2 separate regions of the Sus scrofa genome follow, and region 1 is linked to region 2. The links are chromatin contacts, called in public HiChIP or PLAC-seq maps. All regions are on one chromosome and are shown on one strand. Each heading gives the region's core, a stretch centred on a gene start, on an enhancer-like site or on the middle of the called end of the contact. The rest is flanking DNA. Distances are from core to core; before and after follow the strand shown. Region 1 overlaps TESK2 (dual specificity testis-specific protein kinase 2). Region 2 holds the start of AKR1A1 (aldo-keto reductase family 1 member A1).

Region 1 (4,379 bases), core at 159-2,658, 160 kb before region 2:
GGGCTGACGCTCTACTCCTGCATTGTCCTGGAGAGTTAGAGGTTGTGGCATCTGGAGTCAGAGAACCTCATGCAGAACAGGAGTTCAACTTTTTTGCCAAGTAAATCATGAATTTATTCAAACCTTACATGACGTCTTATATCCCTCCTCCTTCCAAGGAAGAAAAAGGGGGAAATTCCTCTAAGCCTAAAATTAAGCACTTCATACCTTTTTTTAAAGGTATGATAATAATTTTACAAAAGACTAGGGAACCTAATTGGATAGAAGACAAGAAATCTGAATTTTAGTTCAATTTTGCCTCTTAGCAGCCTTTTAAAACTTTGCACGAATCAATTAATAAGGCCGCCCTTCAGTTTTCCCACCTGCAGAGTAGGTATGACAATCCTCCATCCATATGACTCACAGTGTTCTCATGGGAACTGAATGAACAGAAATATATGAAAGTGCTAAGAAAAAATGTAAATTCCACATAATCTGAGATGTTCTGATGTGGCAACATAAATACCAAAAAGCACCAATTGGGGGCAGCACAACGCAGCACTTCAGATGCTTGGATGAAGCCAATCAGGTCTGGCAGGGCAGAGAGAAAGGCTAAAAATACACCAAACTTCTCAAAAGGGAAACCTGTTGATCTGCTTCATCTTGCTCAAGAATCCATCTTTGGAAATCTCCAAACGAGGCGTAATGACGGCATTTGCACTGTGCCTTCCTCTCCTTACTCGAGTTGGGTCTGTTCATGGTTCGCATCTAAGGTGCTCGTTTGCTAAAGAGCAGCTGAGCTTGTAAATTCCAAGCTACATGGGGGCCATGAAGCTGACAGGTGATCACACGGACAAATTTCTTTAGCTCTGAGAGTGAAGAAGACATGAAGAGGCAGCGGTTCACTTCTCCGGCATGGTGACCGTGTGACACAGAAGGCCTGACTTCAGGAACCATGCAGGTTTCCCAAATGAGGGCCAGGCAGAAGAGCCTGCTGAAAGGCCTGTCTGTGCACTCTCTGCGGGCTAAGCCAGGACTCCCGATTCTGGTTCAGAGACACACGTTTACCCCGTCCAGCCATGGCTCTGAAGGCCTGAGACATCCGCAGACCAAGCCACAGGGTGGAGGGCAGAGGACCAAGGTGAGACATGGGGAGGAACCACACAGGCTGGTGAGCCTGACTTTTCCACCCAAGATGAAAAATGTACAAACCAGGACCGCAGAGGGAAACCAAGTGGAGTTTGTCGTGACAACCCATTTCTCCGGCCTGCCTTCTGTGAACAATTCTTCGGTGGGGCTGATAACCCTCTGGGCCTTCAGAAACCACAACTTCTCAGTGTCTCAAGACCTTTTTGCATGTATGAGGAAAGGAAGTTTGAGATCTGCCAACAAGGAAGATTTCTAAGTTGCTACACACGCTGTGTGCCCATTAGTCGAAATGTCCACTTCCCCATAAGCAAATCCCCATGCAGACTCAGCTGGTGTGTCCTCTGAACAAATCCCTCTGTGGGAGGCAGAGGCAAGAGCAACTGTTCGAACACTTTCAGCTTTCTGGGTTGCGGATAACAGCTGCTTTGCTTTCATTTTCTTCCACACCGCTCCCCTGGGAGCCCAAAAACAACCTAAGGCATTGGCAACACATTTAAATACCTACTAGGTTTTTATAATTTTTACTCCTGCTCTTTTAAACTTTCAAGTTCTGGAAGTTCCCTTTTGGCACAAGGATCCAGTGTTGCCCCTGCAGCTGTGGCACAGGCTGCAGCTGCAATGCAGGTTCAATCCCTGGCCCGGGAACTTCCACATGCCTTGGGTGTGGCCAAAAAAAAAAAAAAAAAAAATTCCACCAAAAAACATAGTCACCTTTCAAGTTCAGAAAACTACAATACAATATGAGCCAATCGAATGTGTTATAGGTACTTTAATCCCTCTCAGTGACTGACTGGTCCTCAGCTTTACCTGTGCCAAAACCTGTCTTTCCTCCTCGTGCTCTAATAAAATGTCAGAGTTTCTGCCATTTCATTTGTGTTTGATACTTCATTTCAATAAAGACCCTTTTCCTAGAAGGCTCAATAAACAAATGCGTCTTGGGGACCAAATATTATGCAAGAAATTACAGAGTTCCCATCGTGGCTCAGTGGTTAACGAACCCAACTAGTATCCATGAGGAGGCGGGTTCGATCCCTGGCCTCGCTCAGTGGGTTAAAGATCCAGCATTACTGTGAGCTGTGGTGTAGGTCTCAGACATGGCTCGGATCTGGCATTGCTGTGGCTGTGGTGTAGGCCGGCAGCGACAGCTCCGATTAGACCCCTAGCCTGGGAACCTCCAGATGCCACAAGTGCGGCCCTAAAAAGCAAAAAAAAAAAAAAAAAAAAAAAAAAAGAAAAAAGAAAGAGAGGATATTCTGGAGCAGCACAAGGCAGTACTGAGGTAACAGTCACTACACCCAGGGCTCCTGCTCTCAAGTCTCACTGATTCTATTCTTTTCTTTCTAATCATAACTTGACCCAATCAAAACTAGTCAGAAGAACAAGACAAAATGGTTACTTTAAAAAAAAAACAAAACAACTTTGAATTATCAATGGACTGACACCTGTAACCAAACAAACTTATCTATGAACAGTGGGTCAAAGGCATATGCAGAGAGATTAAGAAAGAAATACCAACTGTAAGAATTATTATTCCTTTTTGAAAAACAGTCTAATTAGCCTAGGGCTGGCGCACTTATCTAAGGCAGATAAATGTGCTGCCACACAACTAACGAGATCATTTGCTGCCACCTAATTAGCAGGGTTGTCCTGAAGAAGATTCATCTACCTATCCATTTACCTACCCAAACACTGAAAACCTCCCATGTGAAAACACAAAGCTACGTGGGGCAAGTCCCTGCCCTTAGTTCACAGTCTAGTCGAGGTGTCACATAATCAATTTTTTCCACTCAGGACAATAACATGATCAGATATGCTACACAGAAATATCATTCTAACGGTTATGTACAAACCACATGGAAAGGCTAAGAATTGAGGCTGGGAGAACAGTTAGGAGGGTTCTAGAATTATCAGGTGAGAAGTAACGAAGGCAGCAAGAATGGAGAGGAGGTTGGTATCTGGCGACATCGCAGAGGTAGAACCAACATGATTTGGTGTTTAATCAAAGGCATGGAATAATTAAAAGATGGAAGGTGTACAAAGTATGTGAGCACAGTGTTTAGCTCACAGTTCACAACTCACTCTGCCCACTCTCAGCATCTTATTATTATCATCCCTCCCCGGGTCATCCCATTGGCTTGCTTGCTTGCTTGCTCTTTCCTTCCTTCCTTCCTTCCTTCCTTCCTTCCTTCCTTGCTTCCTTCCTTCCTTCCTCTCTCCTCCCTCCCTCCCTTTTCTTCCTTCCTTTCTTTCTGCTTTTTAGGGCTGCACCCGCAGCATACGGAGGTTCCCAGGCTAGGAGTCGAATTGGAACTACAGCTGCTGGCCTACACCACAGCTCCAGTAACTCGGGATCCAAGCTGCGTCTGAGACCTACACGGCAGCTCACAGCACCGCGGGATCCCTGACCCACGAAGTGAAGCTATGGATCGAACCCCCATCCTCATGGATGCGAGTCAGATTCGTGTTCCACTGAGCCATAACGAAACTCCCTCCATCGGCTTTCTAACTCGTCTTCTTTGCCCCTTCTTACATCTTGAATAGACTTAGCCCCCATTCGAATCCACTTTCCTTAATAGAGCCAAGATAATCCTTCTAAAATGCCAACCTGAAGCCATGTCCCTGTTAAAATTAGTCACCGACGCGCTTAGGATAAAACCCACAGTCCTCTGCATGGGACACAAAGCCTTTCACTCCTGCTTCTGAGGGTCCGACTCCCGTGTAGGCGCACATTTGCACACACCGCCGATCTCGTTACCTGGAATGCCTTTTCTCCACATAGGCCTGGCCACTCACCCACTGAGGATTCAGTTCCATTTCCTGGAAGCCCATTTGTAGGGTTGGGAGTAAGAAAGACATTCTAGGAGTTCCCTGGTGGCCTAGCAAGTTAAGGATCTGGCATTGTCAATGCTGTGGCGTGGGTTAGATCCCTGGCCCAGGGATTTCTGCATGCCATGGGCATGACCCCCCCGTGCCCCCAAAAAAAGATATTCTATGCAAAAGAAACATATAGTACAAAGATTAGTAGTTATTCCTTTTTTTCCTCCCTGCATAAAGTATAAGTAGAGGAGAAAGGATGGCGCTAAAAGGTTAAGGTGGGCAGTACAGGGTAGTGGTAGAGCCACCACACTGCTGCAGAGTTAGACTGCCTAGGACTGAATTTCACCTCTGAATAGTTGTGTAGCTCTGGGTTAGTTTTTCTTTAACACTCATCTATACAATGGGAATAATGACTGAACCTAATCCACAGAGTT
Region 2 (4,110 bases), core at 332-2,831:
AAAGGCAGAGCTACACCAGGACAAATCTTCTTGCCCACTTTCACCAAGGAAAACATAAATTCAAGATACCTCTCACCCCAAACAGTAAAGGCTATTTCAAATCTCCGAACTGTAACTTAATAGCTATGTGAGTGAGCAAGGTAAACCTTGCTGAATCTGTATAATTTGCAAAATATAACATAAATACCTTCTCACAGGCGGCTTCAAGTGTGATGCTAACATCTGTATCTTCATCTGGCTGGTGGTTACTTGGAATCACAGTTGTATGCTTAAGATTTGTACCTTTGGGAGTTCTTGTGGCTCAGGGGAAACTAACCCTTCTAATATCCATGAGGATGAAGGTTTGATCCCTGGCCCTGGCTCAGTGGGTTAAGGAGCCTGAGCTGCAGTGTAGGTCGCTGATGTAGCTTAGATCTGGACTTGCTGTGGCTTAGGCCGGCGGGTGTAGCTCTGATTCAACCCCTAGCCTGGGAACTTCCATATGCTACAGGTGTGGCCCTAAAAAGCAAAAAATGAAAAAATAAAAGGGACTTGTGCTTTTGGAGTTCCTGCCGTGGCTCAAGGGGATATAGCAGTGTCTCTGCTGCACCAGGATGCAGGTTCCACCCACCCTCCCCAGTGGGTTAAAGGATCCCAAGTTGCCACAGCTGCATAGGTTGCAACTGCGGCTTGTCCCTGGCCTGCGAACTTCTTATGCCTACCACGGCCAAGGGAAAAACAAAACAAAACAAAACAAAAACCACCCCCCAAAAACTCTGTACATTTTTCTGTATGTATGCTATACTTCAGTAAAAAAGGATTACAATAAATAAAATTAAAAAGGGCATCGTCCCCCCTTCCAGGGTTGTTGGGAACACTGAAGACTCATGTTTATAAAGCGCACACACACACGCACACACACACAATAAATGCGCTGCCAGGGGCCGTGGTCCGGATACAGGGACCAAGAACTTTAATCTCTTGAAGCCCGTAGATTCCAGATCTTCCCAAACAGTCAACCTTTGTGCTGAGGCTACTCTCGGCTTCAGTTGGTGCAACCAAACAATGGGACACATTTAGGGGTGTTCCGGGACCTTGGCCAATCCGACTCTTCGGAAACTAATGGAGGAACCGAGCAAGAGCTGGGACTGCAAAGCCGGAGGAACGAGCCGCCACGTAGGGCCCAGAACCCGCCCCCTCCAGACGAGGAAGGAGCGGCCGCTGCCCGGGGCGGTGCTGGGGGCACCGTGGCGGGGCCTGACTCGGCCCCCGGAGCCTCCCACCAGTGCCGCGCAGCGAGCTCTGCTCGTCGGCCGAGCTCTCTAAACCCACGTGGCGGAGGGTGTCAGCGCTCCAGCCGATCCACCCACCAGCATCCTGCGGAAGGGGTGGTGCAGACGCCCCTCTCGGGCTTCCACGCCGCCACGCCTTTCTGGAGGCTCGGGCGGGGGTCCCCCTCGGCGCGGGATGCTGAACCCCGGCCTCAGCTCCTCCTCCGGCAGGGGAGGAGCTTCCGCTTCGCCGCCAGACTTAAGTGAAGTCCCCGCCTCCAGGCGCAAGCTGGGGTTTCCTGCTGCCCACCCATCTCGGGAACCGAGGCCTGTTGAGTCACTAGCAGGGCACACGACTGACCTGAGAAACCAGGAGAAGTTACTCTCTGCTCGAGCCGAGGTGAGTTTCTCCTCTGCTGCCCCATTTTTGTCGCCTTGGAGATGGCCTCGACCCTTCAGGACAGAAGTGTCCGCCCCGGGCTCGAGCGAAGTATATGCTCCGGGGGCGGCCGGATGTGCTTTAAGATCCTCTTATTTGCTGAACGATCTTGGATGCGCTCATAGTTTGTCTACACCTCAGTTTTATCAGTGCTAAAGTCAGTTCCTACCTCGGAACTGTCGCAGTAGTGGCTTAAAGCTCCTGGCACATACTGTGTTAGTTGCCATCTTCCTTTTGTCTGCCCACGAACACGGTTTTTCCAGGAACTCTGGCTTTGATACGGAATTGCTGAGATGCTTTTCAGAAGTGGCAGGAGGGGAGTTTGCTGGCTTAGGCACCTGCCTTAGGTTTGGGAAAGCCAGGGCATGTTTTTCTGTTGCCCCCGTGCTCTGTGAAAGTGAGGTGGAATCTGAACCTTCACCAGATGGGGCTATTATTAATTAACTCTTACCTTCAGGGCTGCAGGACCTCTCTTGGAAGAGTCTCGAAGGCCTTGATCAGTCCTGGTTCTTTTTTTTTTTTTTTTTTTTTTTCCCACTGTACAGCAAGGGGGTCAGGTTATCCTTAGATGTATACATTGCAGTTACAGTTTTTTCCCCAGTCCTGGTTCTTTATCCAAGTGCTCAGTTTTCGTATCTGTGATACAAGAACAATCTCTTTCCAGAGCCACTGGGAATTTTTTTTTCCTGAAGATTGTAAAGTGCTTTGATATTTTCCAGAGATGATTCTTTCCAGGTTATCAAAGAAGTCAAAGAAGAAGGCGCTGGAGGCAGTGACTTTGTCAAAAGCCCCTCCAGCCGTGGAGACCTCCTTCATTAGCCTCTGTGTGGGGGCTGGCAGAGGGGTGTGCAGGCACTCCAGGAGTGAGGGCTTTAGGCAAATGACAAGCCCTGGCCTCGAGGAGTGCACAGATTTGTGGGGGAAACTGAAACGAACAAACGGATGCAGCAGCAGTGTGCACAAGCTTTCTGTGTATGGGAGGAGCCAGAAGTGGTAGCTGAAGGTGAGCAGCCGTCAGCCGGGCCAGGGTAGGAACTTGGGGAAGGAAGGGGTGCAGCGGCTTGGAGTCAAGTAAGTGGTGGCTGGTTCTGCAAAGACGAGGATATGCAGTCTGAAATGAAGAGGTGGAGAAATGAGCAAGTGTGTGCCAGAGGACGAAGGGTACTGCTGAGGAGCTTGGACTTTATCCCGAGGGTAGGAGAGGACCACCGCAAGAGAGCCTGGGAGTTGCATGGCTAGATTTGGTGACTGCTTTGTGGTGAGAGGGGCCACACTGGAAGCAGAGAGATCCCAGGACGGGAGAGTTCCAGCTGGAGCAGGGGCCCTGCAGGTGGATATGCATGGGCTGGATAAAGATTTAAGATACGTGTTTTGTTTGTTTGGGCCGAGCTCATGGCGTGTGGAAGTTCCCAGACCAGGGATCAAACCTGCGCCACAGCCGTGACCCAAGCCACTGCAGTGACAACACTGGATTCTTAACCTGCTGTGCCACAGAACTCCAGGAAGTATATATTTTAACGTCTTTTCACATATATCAAGAAGTACAGGGAGCGTTATTGCGGTCTTAGGTTTTACATTACAGTTTAGAGGAAAAGTAACTTTTAAAAAATATATTTACAGGATTTTTTTTTTTTTTCCTTTTTTTGGTCTTTTTAGGGCCGAACCCGAGGCATATAGAAGTTCCCAGGCTAGGGGTCAGATCAGAGCTGCAGCTGCCGGCCTACACCATAAGCCACAGCAACACCAGAACCGAGCCATATCTGCAATCTATACCACAGATCACGGCAACACTGGATCCTTAACCCACTGAGTGAGGCCAGGGATTGAACCCGTGTCCTCATGGATACTAGTTGGCTTTGTTACTGCTGAGCCACAATGGGAACTCCCTTTACAGGATTTTTTTTGTTTTTTAAACAGGATTTTTTTTTTTTTTTTTTTTTTTGGGTTGTCTTTTGGAGCTGCACCCGAGGCATATGGAGATTCCCAGGCTATGGGTCTAATCGGAGCTACAGCTGCCGGCCTACGCCAGAGTCACAGCAACACCAGATCCTTAACCCACTGAGTGAGGCCAGCGATCAAACTTGCAACCTCATCGTTCCTAGTCAGATTCGTTTCGGCTGCACCAGGATGGGAACTCCTAAACAGGATTTTTAACACAGCCAGATAGACCAAATCTTGGCCAGCATTGCATTTTTAAGTGGATTGCCCTGCTGGCTTCTTTGAAGAGCAAGAGAAGATATGCTCCCCTCCCCATCACCTGTCAAAACCCTATCCTGATCATACTGATAAATGCCTCAAGGAGTTCCCATCATGGCTCAGCAGAAACGAATCTGACTAGTATCCATGAAGACACAGGTTCAATCCCTGGCCTCGATCTGTGGGTTAAGGATCTGGCATTGCCGAGAGCTGTGGTATAGGTCA

The links. HiChIP or PLAC-seq counts read pairs in DNA pulled down with a chosen protein or histone mark.
Region 1: a contact with region 2 is called in an H3K27ac HiChIP or PLAC-seq map of alveolar macrophages. The contact joins the enhancer-like site here to the promoter of AKR1A1 in region 2. A contact is called at or near these places in 1 of 5 promoter capture datasets (fetal skeletal muscle), 18 of 47 Hi-C or Micro-C datasets (alveolar macrophages, blood, embryonic fibroblasts and 12 more) and 1 of 2 datasets of contacts at active chromatin or transcription factors (alveolar macrophages).

The regions. Positions count from the first base shown.
Region 1 is chr6:165,978,425-165,982,803 of Sscrofa11.1, reverse strand. All of the region lies in intron 5 of TESK2 (dual specificity testis-specific protein kinase 2), which reads right to left. Among named protein-coding and RNA genes, the nearest start is that of MUTYH, 22 kb to the left of the region's middle. Within about 2 kb of position 1,408, at least 20 of the 83 cell types and tissues checked have an H3K27ac peak or open chromatin away from gene starts, as enhancers often do. A contact at or near this core is called in alveolar macrophages, liver, retroperitoneal adipose tissue and 2 more, where this site is marked.
Region 2 is chr6:165,822,159-165,826,268 of Sscrofa11.1, reverse strand. It overlaps AKR1A1 (aldo-keto reductase family 1 member A1), which reads left to right and starts at 1,581. Exons shown (of 9, transcript NM_213890.1): 1 at 1,581-1,650.